Regions from separate parts of the Mus musculus genome. Here region 2 is linked to region 1. Evidence: chromatin contacts called from public Hi-C data. All regions are on one chromosome and are shown on one strand. Each heading gives the region's core, a stretch centred on a gene start, on an enhancer-like site or on the middle of the called end of the contact. The rest is flanking DNA. Distances are from core to core; before and after follow the strand shown. Region 1 holds the start of 3300002A11Rik (RIKEN cDNA 3300002A11 gene). Region 2 overlaps Foxn3 (forkhead box N3).

Evidence for each region. Hi-C and Micro-C count contacts between places; a contact is called where the count stands out from the background.
Region 2: a Hi-C map of liver shows a contact between it and region 1, with 2.3 times the contacts expected there. The contact joins the enhancer-like site here to the promoter of 3300002A11Rik in region 1. A contact is called at or near these places in 1 of 39 promoter capture datasets (liver), 2 of 484 Hi-C or Micro-C datasets (the G1E-ER4 cell line and liver), 2 of 115 datasets of contacts at active chromatin or transcription factors (both in embryonic stem cells) and 3 of 9 other capture datasets (adipose tissue, liver and pancreatic islet).

What each region holds. Positions count from the first base shown.
Region 1 is chr12:99,337,859-99,344,813 of GRCm38.p6, forward strand. It overlaps 3300002A11Rik (RIKEN cDNA 3300002A11 gene), which reads left to right and starts at 3,173. Exons shown (of 3, transcript NR_166805.1): 1 at 3,173-3,367. It overlaps Foxn3 (forkhead box N3), which reads right to left. Exons shown (of 6, transcript NM_183186.2): 3 at 3,564-3,676. RefSeq lists an enhancer at 762-3,413.
Region 2 is chr12:99,438,509-99,444,882 of GRCm38.p6, forward strand. All of the region lies in intron 1 of Foxn3 (forkhead box N3), which reads right to left. Among named protein-coding and RNA genes, the nearest start is that of Foxn3, 8.4 kb to the right of the region's middle. Within about 2 kb of position 1,738, at least 9 of the 459 cell types and tissues checked have an H3K27ac peak or open chromatin away from gene starts, as enhancers often do. A contact at or near this core is called in liver, where this site is marked.

The DNA.
Region 1 (6,955 bases), core at 1,923-4,422:
TGATTTCCTTCTATAATTGGGAAGTGTAAGCTGAATAAACCTTTTCCTCCCCGACTTACTTTTTGGTCACAGTGTTTCCTCACAGCAATAGAGACCCTGACTAAGACGATCCTTTAGGACCCCTCCTCGACAGTCCACTCTTTCCAAGAAGTTCTTAGGGAAGAACTGTTTCCACCACTTATGTGGGATTGTGTGTATGAGAAATGGACCTCAACTGTCTCCATCAGCTCCTGCTCACAGACACTCGGTTTGTATGTTGTTTATAATGCAGTGACATCCCTTAGCTCATTGGGGCAATTTCAGGTTGACTCCGGTGTCCTGAAACTCCTCTACCATTCCGCATGGTCAACACACCTGGACTTTCTGCTTCCCCAGAATGCTAAGGGTTGAATTACAACTTCCTAAAATCCCCCCCCCCCGAAGTCCTAGGTCCCTAGTATGTCACAATGTGACTGTATTTCAAGTGTGTGTCATTGGAGAAGTTAAAGTCACCCTGGAATAAGGAGAGTTTTTAGTCAGGTAGGCTTAGCCTCCTCCTAAGACGGAGGTAGAGACAGTCCTGTGAAATATAAGCCAAGGAATATCACAGATAACCAGCAAGCCACTAGAACGGGGGAGAGGCTGGGCCAGATCCTCTCCCACAGCTCCCAGAAGAAACCAACCCTGCTAACACCTTGGGCTCATGGGGTGAGAGGCAATTCCTGATGCTGTCTGACTCACTCAGCTGTGGCACTTTGTCAGGGTGGCCTATGTAAATTAATACAATGGCTAACTCACCTGGCTCTTCGAATTTTAGTTAAAAACAGTATTTAGGACAAAAAAAAGAGAGAGAAAACAGGTGTAGGGGAACATTCTAACAAAATCTTGGAAAACAGGCGCAAGCCAACAGACTGCAATGTTTAGCATTCTGTTTGGATGGGAACAAGGTTTGGGGCAGTGTTTTCAGACTCCTGGATTTCCTCACAGAGCTTCCAGCCACCTGCAGCTTAGGCCAGGGCTGCTGCCAAGCACACCTGCAAGGGACAGCATTAGCTGCCCTTCTTGTATAATCACTGTCTTCTCTCACATGCCAAACACCAGCTCTGTGGAAGCCAAACACTACCCAGGTGCCCTTCACAGTGGCTCCACATGGGGCTGACAAGGACCCCTTGAGTCACAGTAGACCTGGCCAGATCAGGTTAACTCAGCATTTTGGTATCTGTTTATGGCTGGCTGTTCCACTTCCGGCCTCCTGGAATTACATCACCAAGTGGCCTGGTACAGAGAAATTCTTCACCAGTTTCGGTGTGAGCTCTCACACCATAGGCTGGCTTCTCAAGCAAACCCTTTCCAAGGCATGGAGAGAGCACCGTGCTCTCTGGATTCAAATCATGAAGATGTGGGCTGGAATCGCCTCACTAGTGATCTGATGGACTTGACATCTAAGCACCTTGATATGGAAGGAGCTGGTTAACTGCAAGGGACAGAACTGGATCTGAAGTGGTCATCTGGAAATCATTTACTGTAAAAGCCCTAGTTCATCTGCATTTTCATGCCCGTGCTAAGACTCTAGAGAAGTCATTAGGTTACAGCCAGCTCACAATACCTCTGGCCTGTGTGTATTCTACTTGCTACCCCCAGAGTTCTATTATAATCCTTCAAATTATTAAATAATTGCAGTGTTTCCCTGGGGGTCACATTTGGCAACAAGGCACTGGCCTAAATGAACCAATGACACGACCCAGTGAATAACACTTACATTTTTAACTTGCTAGAAGCAAACGGGTGTGACATACTTCTAAGGGAGAAACTAGAGAAACTAGTGGGGTGGGCTTGGAAACTGAATATCGACAGTATTGCAATAATTAGTGCCAGGCTCCCCACCAACCCCATAAAAAAGCAACTCTCTAACCCCAATCCCAGCTTCTATTTCAGGAATGGCTACCATCACAAGAAGAGAGGCAGGCATATGGCTCTCCCCTTCTGGACATTCCTACAATGTAGGCTAGGCTGCTCTGGAAAATCCCATCTCTTCCTCCTACAGCTATATGACCTCGAGTTGTCATTTCAAATAAAGTATGCTTCCACTGATTTTTATGAACACAGACAAAAGCAGCTACAACCTTCCTTCCCCCAGCCCCCCAAAAATACCCTTGCGAACCAACTGTAGTTGCTATGTAGGGTTATTTGTTTCTAAGGCAACAGCTTATGTCTAAGTACTAATGGCCTGTCCTTTTGCCAGGCAACAAACAGCCTTGTGATGCAAGTGCACCTGTCTCAGCTACGCGTTACTATGGAGACACTCCAGTTACTATGGCTACCATCACGCTAATCGCCTAGCAAAGGCAGACATACAGCAGTCTTCTCATAGAGCCCAGCTGCTTCTCCCGTCTCTTGCCGGAGACTGATTGTCTAGGGTCTGTGATGGAACGCACAAGAACTTCATTAATGCCACGTTGGAAGGCTCACTCTGTGTGCCCTCCTGCAGAATAAACATCAGAACAGAAAAATCTGCAAGTGGACTGTAAAATTCCCCAGCCTTCTGACACCGGGCCATTCCCAATTAACATAAATGTCTACTCCACTGGCAGTTTCTCTTAACCAGTTAACAAAGGAAATGCTGCTACATGCCTTCTAGAACTTCTTGGTAGGGGACTGGAAAGATGGTTTAGTGATCTAAGAGCACCGGCTGCTCCTCCAGAGGATCCAGGTTCAATTCCTAGCACTGACACAGTGGCTCAAATCGCCTGTAATTCCAGTTCCAGGGGATGCAATGCCCTCTTCTGGCCTCCACAGTCACCAAGCATTCAAATGCTACACAGACATAAATGAAAGTGAAACAGCTGTACACTTAAATAAAGTAATTTTCAAACTTTCTTAGTGGGCCTGATGACAAGCACCGTGAAGAGCTAAGACTCCATCCACAGGTTGAAATCCGGCTCTTTGTTCTGTAAGGCCCTTTCTTCTAACTTAGCACTGACATGCTTTTTAAACTGTGACAATCTACCTAACACCCCTCCCATTGTATATTTGTAAAAATGCACTCATGACCTCAGTCTCATGACAGCCAGACACGTGAGGAGGGAAAGTGGCCATGGTTCTCAAGACAAACACTTAGTAACCACAACAAACCCATCACTCAGGAGCCTGTCGACATGGAAACCGGATGACAACAACCGAGCCTGCCTTCTTTCCACATCTCTAGAGGCAGGCCATGGGAAGGTGGAATCACCTGTGTGCCTCACCGCTCTTATTCCAACAAAGCGTGACCCGCAGAGATAGAAAAGCTGTCCACTTTCCTCTGTAACCGATTCTACCCAGGAAGACGCTATTTACCTACCAGGAGCCCTTCCGGAGCCACACCCGCTCAGTCGGAGCTACAGAAGCGGTAAGCTTCCCAGGAAATGCATAGCCAATGGATGTGCCTCCTCATCAGACTTAATTCTTTTTCCCATTAGTCTGTAGTTATTTTTAAAACATTCATACGGCCTACTAAATTAGTTTTAGAGACTGTCTCTGCTAAAATAACAAAATTCCAGGAGACTTTAAGAAAACAAAAACCCCCGATAGTGCGAGTCACTTACCTTTGATAAGCCTGAGGAGTAGGAGGTGGGTGGTAAGGTGTCTTTTTCAGAGCCTGAATTAGATTTTGTCTATACTCTGGGTCGATGCACCACAATGACCCTTTCCCAATACTCTGCAAAGAAAAATTAAAATGAAAACATATTAATACAGTACAGAGAATTTTGTGGTAGGCAAATACAGGGCTATATTGTAGTTATTCTCCAAAGTTTCCTGTTCATTTGCTAATGATTTCTCAGGCTGACAACAGGACACCATTAAATGCTCTCTGCTCCTCTTTGCCCCGAGTAGATGAGGTCAGATGAACATGTAGCTACCAGATTATGTTGATGCAATAACATGACTGTCAAATCTGAACTACCCCCAACCCAAAATCCCTTATTTCTCAGTATGAATCTGGAGGAATATTCAGACTCGTCCAGAAGTCTCTAACTTGGCTGACGTTCATGGGCGCTGAGAAGACCTTTCGAAGCTCCATCTCTGCTCTAAAAACCCCAGCTGTTTTAAACCACATTATCTTGGCACGATCTTACAAAAATGGAAACGTAATCCACTCATTGTTTTTGGTATCCCGTCCCCCTTGCTCACAAAAGAACATTTATGCTTGGAATGGAATTTATAATTACCTTCCCCTCAGAAACAAAAGACCTGGCAACAATAGCAAACCTAAGCCAGAATTCAAAGTATTTTTTATTTTTATGGGGGGGGGGTGTCCTTCAGTTCACAGCAATCTGCTCTTGTCTCTAGGAATCTTTAGAAGAGGTCACACTTTAAAAGTGTAAATTGGCTAAAACTGTTCCCTGGGGGGAAGGGGGCAGCTTTCCCTGAAGGCCACTTTTGGGCTGGCTGGAGGCAATTGGTCTGAGATCAGCTTTAACAGTGGGTGGGGGTGGGGAACAGCTGCTCTCGCCTGCCCTGCTTTCAACTGGGTCAGTGTACCCAAACCATTTGAGAAGGTCAACAGTAAATATTTACGGATTTGGAACGAAAAGAAGCTAAATGACCTAGTCCCACCCCACCCATGCTTCCTTTGTAATTTCCCTCACTCTCCTCTACAAAGCCTGGTGGTGTCTTCCAACATTGAGAAAAGCAAACATGAAAACCTTTAAACTAACACAGAGAGGCAGCAAATTACAAGGAGATCACATGGAAGGACCACTAAATCTAAGCCATTCCAAAAAAAAAAAATCTTTGAAGAATTTTCCTAGTCTGCATTTCAGTTATCACGTCACCAAGTAGTGTTCTTACAAGCCTTGTGTGTTCACAGCACTCGTAAATAGTTCTCAAGCCTGTGTAACAGCAGCAGGACACCTAGAATGAACCATTCCCAGTGTTCTGGGGTCAGGGCAGTCCTACAAAGTCATTCATGGTCAAAGGCCATACCCAGAACCATGCCGGTCACCTGGTCCCTGGTCCCAGAGCATCTATGCTGAAGATATATCTGTAGGGTTTAATGATCTGGGCAGTCAAAGATCTCAAAGTCATTTATTTCCTTTCCTGTACATGTTTTTAAGTCTGGCATAGTTTGCAGGGTTTGACCAGACTTTCCAAGTAAAGCAGGTTCTACACCCTCTATCTCTTCCTGTGGAGTATGATGCATGGTGTACTTTAAAAAGGTAAGGTGTGGGCAGAGCCGGGAAGACAGTGAGTTACCACACTGAAGTAAAAGAAGCCATCAAAGCACCCACCAAGCTGCAGGTGGGAGGGCTGGCCTGACCTTCTTCATCCAAGGCTCTCAGTTGAGCCCTGAGCCAGGAGACCAGTGCACAGCATGTCCTAAGCTGCAGGGAAGACCATAGCCAAGATGCAATAGAAACACTTCTGCCAGGAGATGGCCCCAGCAGCAGGCGCCTAACTAGGGGCCTTTGTTTTCATCAACATGGCTGTCAAGGAGGCAGGTGGATTTCTGAGTTTGAGGCCAGCCTGGTCTACAGAGTGAGTTCCGGGGACAGCCAGGGCTACACAGAGAAACCCTGTCTCAAAAACAAAACAAAACAAAACAAAACAAAACAAAACAAAACAAAGATAGCTGTCAAGGCAGGGCAGGTTTCATCTTTCACCCACCTGGAACCCCCCCCCCCCAACAAAGCAATCAGGGCCCAACCAGCCTTCCTGGGTGAGCAACTGTAAGCCAAGAATGCGCTCCTCCCAACCCCAACTCAAGTATCCTGTTTATAATGCTGTAATGTTATTTAGAGTGGATAGAATAAAGCCCTGACTGTGCACAATAGTTCCCCAGTAAGAGATCCAGCTGCTGAGTGGAAGGGTGGAGAACCAGAATGGGAAGTCTGGAGCCATCCATGGTGCCGGAGAAAGTCATGGCTCCCTCACTGGTGAGAGACAGGCAAATGGCCCAGGGATGGTGTGTTATGAAACCCTAACATGGTGGCCATGCCCGCATGTATCACTGAAGAGATCTTAAGAAAGAGGACATACCTGCCTAGACGTGCTCCATAACCTCACATCTGATGGAGTTTTGACTCCAGCAGAGGCAGGAGAGGGGTTCTTGCACACTGAAGGGTTTAACATGGCCACTGCTCACGTGCTGGATAGGTTGGTGAGATCTTTTGGTATTCTAGTCTAACCCTGCCCCCCCCCCCTTCCCCGGTGTCTCTCTCCGCTTCCCGTGCACCCTCCCGTGCACCCTACACACCAGTTCTGGCCATAGTAACTTCTTTACTCGGGCATGGCCACCATGTTAGGGTTTCATAACACACCACTGACAACCACCCAGCTCCTAGCATTTTCCTGTTGCCTAGGTCTTGCTATCATGATCGTTGAACCTATGTTTCTGAGTTTGGTCAGAACGTGTGGCTTTGTGTTAATGAGCACAAGGTCATTATCAACCTCACACTTTGGATCCAGAGAAACGTATTGTGCCCTGACCCCACAGAGGTCTGGGGTTGCTGGTTCTTTGTCTGGGGGGAGTTTCTATTGTTTTTCTCACCAGACAGGTGCTGACGATACACTGTGTTTTAGTGTTAGCCTACTCTAAGAAGTGCAGGCATTCCAAAGAAAAGCCAAATGCAATGTTTCTTGGGTGTGCACCTGTGGGGAAAGCACTAAGCAGAGAGACCTTGGGGTTTGGGGCAGTAGGAAGAGGCTGGAAACACACCCATTGTCAAGCCTTCTCTTTGGTTTCATGTGGCGATTCAGATGGTTTAGCTAAAAACTTCTGAAATGGAAATGCATAGCGACCAGAGGGCTCAAGTTTCGAGGGTCAGGAAACACGGCATGGAACGCCTCCTGCAGAACGGTTTAATTTGATTATAGTTGTGTAATAACTCTGAGGGTCAGAGCAGTTATGGAAATCTCTGCATCTCCTCCGAAAAAAAGAGAAGGCAAACCTTTTTAATGGAAATAACTGTGAAGGTCACGGACCATTAAATGTTAA
Region 2 (6,374 bases), core at 488-2,987, 99 kb after region 1:
ATGTAGGACTCACCTAGACTAAAAAGGACAATAAACTATGGTTTCCTATAGCATGGTAATAAAAAAATATCTGTGCCTTATACAGTTCTGATGCACCTGGAAGGAGCAGCTAAGGAATGAATGATAAAATCTTCACCGTGTCTCCAGAACAGGCCTCATGGATGCACAGGCTACTGACTGACCCACTGGTTCCTTCAGCCTGGGTCAGGTGTGTTGTTTTAGCCATTTCCACTTGTAAACCAGTCAGTACAAGGCAGCCATTTTAGTCAGCCAACTACCTATACTGTGATCGGTTCCCTGAGGGGGTTAAAATGACCAGGTGAGAGTCATCATTGCTGAACCACTCAGAAACAACGACACGGGAGGGAGGAGCATGAAGGCAATTGGATGTGGAGGCCAGTAACCTTTTTACCCACATCCTGACTCTAACCTTACAATTCACACCTGCATTCCACCTTCTGAAGATGCTCCAGGCCGACCCCTACACATCTGGACATATGTCAAGATTACACTGGGTATAATAGCCAGTTAAATTATTAATGCAAGAACTGTACAAATAAAAGCATCATGTTCTTTTATATAGTAATAATTATTATTGTAGACAACACAAATTGAATAATAAGAACCATCAGGGAAGTTCAGTGATAAGCTAACAATTTTCAGCAATCAGATCAAATATCTCTGCTCAAGCTGTTTAATAAAATAAATAGCAGCTTGTTGGCATTTTTGCTCAGTTAAGCACATAGTCTACATCCCAGGTAGAACTAAGAAAGACACAGAGATGATACAGAAAAAAAAAAAAACGTAATTATGATGGTGATAATTTAGCTATATCCAAATCCTGAGCAAGCTGGACATGGATTAATAAATAACATAACCTCAGAATTAAAAAAATAACATTTATTTATAGATGCATGCATGTTTACATAGGCATATACAGTTCCACATGTGTATACATTATATGAATTTTCATACATATCAGTCAGTTATTAATATAAAGAGTAGTAGTACTTCTATTAATTCGTATTGGGAATAATGTTATATAATGTGATAATGCTAAGCCTGGGACTGAGGACAGAATGCTTCCCTATCATGCCTGAAGACCCAGGTTCGACCCCCAGCACATAAAATGTATGTGGTGATGCCAGGAGTCCAGAGAATCAGAGAGTCACCCTCATTCCACAGGGAGTACAGGGCCAGCATGGGCTATAAGAGAGCAAGCTTCAAAAAGAAAAAAAATTCTTCAGGTCTTGGAAGTCACTATGAAGCACTGCATTCCCCATGACATGGCCACTCCCCATTCTAAATAAGGGGGCTGCAGGGTGTTTCCTATTTACCCAAAATGGGCTTCGACAGGGCCCTCCAGGACCACCTGGTCCTCCAACTGAACTGAGTCCTGCTCAGTTCCACCCCAGTTTATCAGAGACTGGGAAGGAGACAGCATGTCCCATTCATCAGATTCAACGAACCACTGGGGAGTAATTCAGACCTTCAGTGGCTATTTGGACCAGTTCCCTGCTTCTCTGTTCACCTGGAAAATTATGTGTCACCAGAAGATAGTGACACTGGGAGACGGGAAGTGTGTGTGTGTGTGTGTGTGTGTGTGTGTGTGTGTGTGTGAGGTTTACAGTCAAAAGCTTTAAATTCCCTAAGCTTTTCTAGCACAAATAGAGCCGAGCTGATAAACGGGTTTACCCTTGTTGCTATCAGAGTGCTGATCTCCCAAGCAAACACATTTTGTACTAGGGTCTGACTGTTGAAAGTCCAACTGTTGAGAGGCCATTGGACTCAGGATCTGGGGAGGCAGCCCTTCACCAAGGCCTCCCTCCTCATTATGGTCTATGTGTCATATTAAGCAGGCCTGTTGAAGGTCACTCTCTTATAACAGCAGTCTACTTTTTTATATATAATATGATTTATTTATATTTTATGAATTGGTGTTTTGCATGGATGGATGTCTGTGTGAGGGTGCCATGTGGGTGCTGAAAACTCAACCAGGCCCTCTGGAAGAGCAGCCAGTGCTCTTAACCACTGAGCAATCTTTCCAGAAGAGACCCAAGGATTCTACCTTAAAATAGCTCTTCAGAGTCCTAGGAAGACATCCCTGCTCTGACTTCTGATTTCCAGTTCTATCCCATTAATTTATATATATATGAGATTGATCTCATGTATGCATGAGATTGGATCTCATTTATATATGAGATTGGATCTCATGTAGCCCAGGCCAGTATATGTCTTCCTATGAAGTCATGGAGGGCCTTGAACTCCCGACCTTCCTGTTTCTACCTCCCAAGTGCTGGGATTACAGGTGAGCATCACCACACTTAGTTTATGTGGTGCTAGTGACCGAACACAGGGTACCCTGCATACTAGGCAAGCACTCTACCAGAGGCGCACTAGCCCTGGCTCCAGATCCTCTTACTATGCTGATGCTATCATTGGTGGAACTCCAAGCATTGAATATAGTCCTGAGACTGGGCCCAACAGACTCAACCCCAGATTAACATTCCATTATCCATGGAGGGCCTTCAAATGCATTTACAGGAGATGGAGTGTATTAATCACGGTGACACATGAGGACACACGAGGGTGACAGGTACAGTGCAGGCCAGCAGGCATCATCACACTGCTCATGGCAATCAGGGGGATAGCCTCTCTCTGTCACTGCATGGGGTGGGATAGCCAGATGTCACCCTCGAGATAAATATGTGAATGCATAGTCTTAACCCAGAGTGCTATGAACAGATGCCCACTCGTCTTTTCCACTCTCCTGAAGCCAGGAAGAAAGTCTTAATTGCTGGTATGCCTCTAATACCTGCTAATCTTCCTTTTAATAAAGATAAGCCCTGGGCTTTGGGCCTCCAGTAAACGGCAATCTGAGACCGAAAGGAGGCTAGACGAGGAGGAGACAAAGCAGCATCAAGAAATAGGAGCAAGAGGAGAGCCAAGGGTCCGCAGATACAGATTTCACACAGCAGCGAGACTGCAAACTCGGGGGCTCATTTTTTAACCTCAGTAATGAAGTCATTAGGGGGCATTTCTGCACACACGTACAACGCTACAACACTAACCTGCATGGTACAGCCTGCTGCACACCTAGCCTGGGTAACTGCATTGTTCGTCATTCTTACACTACAGGCTTAAACAGGACATTGCCAGATTGAACACTGTGAGCCACAGGTTTTTTTTTGTATAAGTGACTGGGGATGGGATAAAAATGTGGTCACTGTAAAAGGTGAATTTAAGGTATGCCTGGCACTGCCTGACCCCATGGCATCTTGGGACTTCACTGTAGCCTTGGTTCTGAACACACAACACAGGGGGTTTGTATCTCACACACTGTCATATCATACATACATGCTGTCACAGAACACAGCAACAATAAACATGGTCTCAGCTCATTTGAGACTGCTAGATGCTATAACTGCATAAACATAATGGCTTAGCTAGGAATCAAAGGCCTTTCTTATTTCCCTACCACCACTGCCTTACATGTTAAGCATCAAATCAGTACACCCCTGGATGAGGAAGGTGTTGGAATGTTTGTCTTTCTAAATTGATACTTGAATGTCTGACTTGAGTTTCAAGGAAAAATATTGAGTTTCACCTTGGGATTAGGGGAGAATTTTCAATAATTCTAAGACTTAATTCATTATATAAAAGTTTTTAATAATTCTAAGATTTGCTTTGTTATATAAAATAAATAAGTACATCCATCTAATTAGTATGCAAACTGCTTTTGCCCTCTATAGATGATAAAATCCCATTATAGCCAGGGAGTTATTTTTAAATAAATTTTATGATTTATGAACAGCAACTATTTAATTTTTTTGTGTACCAATTTAATTTACTTACATACCCAGTGTCCTATAATATCTCTCAGGCTAAAAGGAGACACAAGTGGAAAAACTTTAGCTTGTCCTGCGAAAGACAGGTACAACAAGCCTTCTGCACGTGAGGTAGGCGAGCATAGAAAGAGTGCAATGAAAATCGGGCAGTAATAAGAGCTTGCTGACGGGAACCTGATAGAGCTGTCTCCTGAGAAGCTCTGCCAGTGCCTGACAAATACAGAAGTGGATGCTCACAGCCATCCATTGGACAGAGCACAGGGTCCCCAATGGAAGAGCTAGAGAAAGGACCCAAGGAGTTGAAGGGGTTTGCAGCCCCATAGGAGGAAGAACAATATGAACCAACCAGTACCCCCAAAGCTCCCTGGGACTAAATCACCAACCAAAGAGTACACATGGTGGGACTCATGGCTCCAGCTGCATATGTAGCAGAGGATGGCCTAGTCGGGCATCAATGGGAGGAGAGGCCCTTGGGTCAACCCTGAGTTCTTCTGTATGCTCTTCCACTGTGCTACCGCTCAGCTACATACACCCCAGACTCATAGATTTATTACTAGTTATTTCTTATTTCTCCTTCCACTTACAAATCCTTGCTGGCTAAGGTGGCATGTGCCATTAATCCCAGTCCCCTGGAGGCAGAGGCAGGTAGATCTCATAGTTTAAAGCCAGCCAGGTTCATAAATCAAGTTCCAGTGCTAAGCGACACCCTATCTTAAAACAGTAAAAAGGAATCTCACACTTCACATTTCCTCATCTTCTTCAGAGAACCTTTTGTGAAATGCCCTTTCTCGGATGTCATAAAGCCATTAGAAACAAAAAAGGGCTGGGCATGGTAGCATATGCCTTTAAAAACCAGCACTAGGGAGGTAGAGAAGGGCTGATCTCTGTGAGTTCGAGGCCAACCTGGTGTACAAAGCAAGTTCCAGGACAGCCACAGCTGTTCTTATACAGAGAAAGCCTGTATCAAAAAACAAACAAAACAAAACAAACAACAAACCAGAAATCCACACATTTTATAAAGGACTCATTTTCATTCCAACCCTTGATAAGAGCATAGTGTATAAACTTCTACTGGAAATTACTTCTAACTAAACAATGTCTGACTATACTGGCTGAGAACCTATCAGCAGAGAGAATGGCCTTCTTTGCAGGCAGGAGTAGCCGAAACAAGAGCCAGAGTTCCCTTCCATGGGTCTTAATTCACCCCCTAGCTAGCCAGGACCACCAAAGGGAAGCAACTCACAGGCACTCGCAGAAGACAATGACCATGTATATTAATGTGGCCTGCACCGGGCCCACACTTATGTGTAAACAGCCATCTGTTAAATATTTAAATATTTATGGTCAAATATTTAAAGGCAATTTTAAATAAAACAATGGAAAGAAAAAGAAATCCCGAGACAGACATAAAAAACATCAAACTCCCTTATTGCTTGAGAACAGGCTAGCTGGTTTCTCCATCTTTATGAACAGCTTACAAAGGGCATTAACGACTAAGAGTTGTTTGTTAAATGAATAAGTGAAAGAATGCTCATATTTGATTTGCTATCTTTGATACATAGAAAAGTCAGTTGACTTTAACATCTTTTAGATCAAGCCACATTTAAATTAAATATATATTTAATCTCACAATTTTCAGTCTGGCCCATCCAGGTTACATCAACTAGAAGAATTTTAAGAGTTACCATAAACTAAGTAGTACCTCCTGAGCAGCATGCTAAGTACTTAATGAGTTATTTAATTTTCCTATCATCTCCATAAAGTAAACAAGTTTCAGAAATTATGTCCAAGGTCATTTGGCCAGGAAGCAGAAAGGATAAGTCCCAGGATGTATTAGTTACTTGCCTGCTGCTGTGATAAAATCTTTAACAAAGGCAACTGGGGGAAGGGGTTCTCTGCTCACACTGTGAGCGTACAGCCTGCGGAGGAAGGGAAGCCATGGAGGTAGGGGCAGAGGCTGGTGAGGCTGGTGGCTACATTGTATCCAAGATTAGGAACCAAAGGATGCTTCTGCTCAGCTTCCTTCCCCCTATTTAATCAGTCTGGGTCCTCGGCTCGTAAAAAAGGCATCCTCTATATTTAGAGTGGGTCTTCCCACACCAATTAACCTAATGTAGAACCTTCCAGGAAGACATGCCCAGAGGTTTGTTTCTATGGTGATTCTAAATCCCACCTCCCACCCCCAAAGTTGACAATCTAGATTAGTCATCACAGGGAGTAACAACATGGATCCGCTGCTTTAGACTGGGTTGGTAGGACCACTCCCTAAAAACAGCCTTAGCATACATTTTCAGACTTATATTTGTTGATTAAAACCAGCCCTCCTCCCGTCCTCCCCCACTGTCCTGGAAGCCAGGGTTGTTTTCATTCGGTCTGACAATTGCATTTGGCCTCTCAATCTCGTCAGCCATCAATCAGTCCGCAGCTCTAGAACAGCCCAGAAACACTATCACTCAATTCTACCTGCCCTCTCCCCAGCATGAGCAGATCTTTGACTGGAACAAAATAAGCTGTCCAGAATGTCCA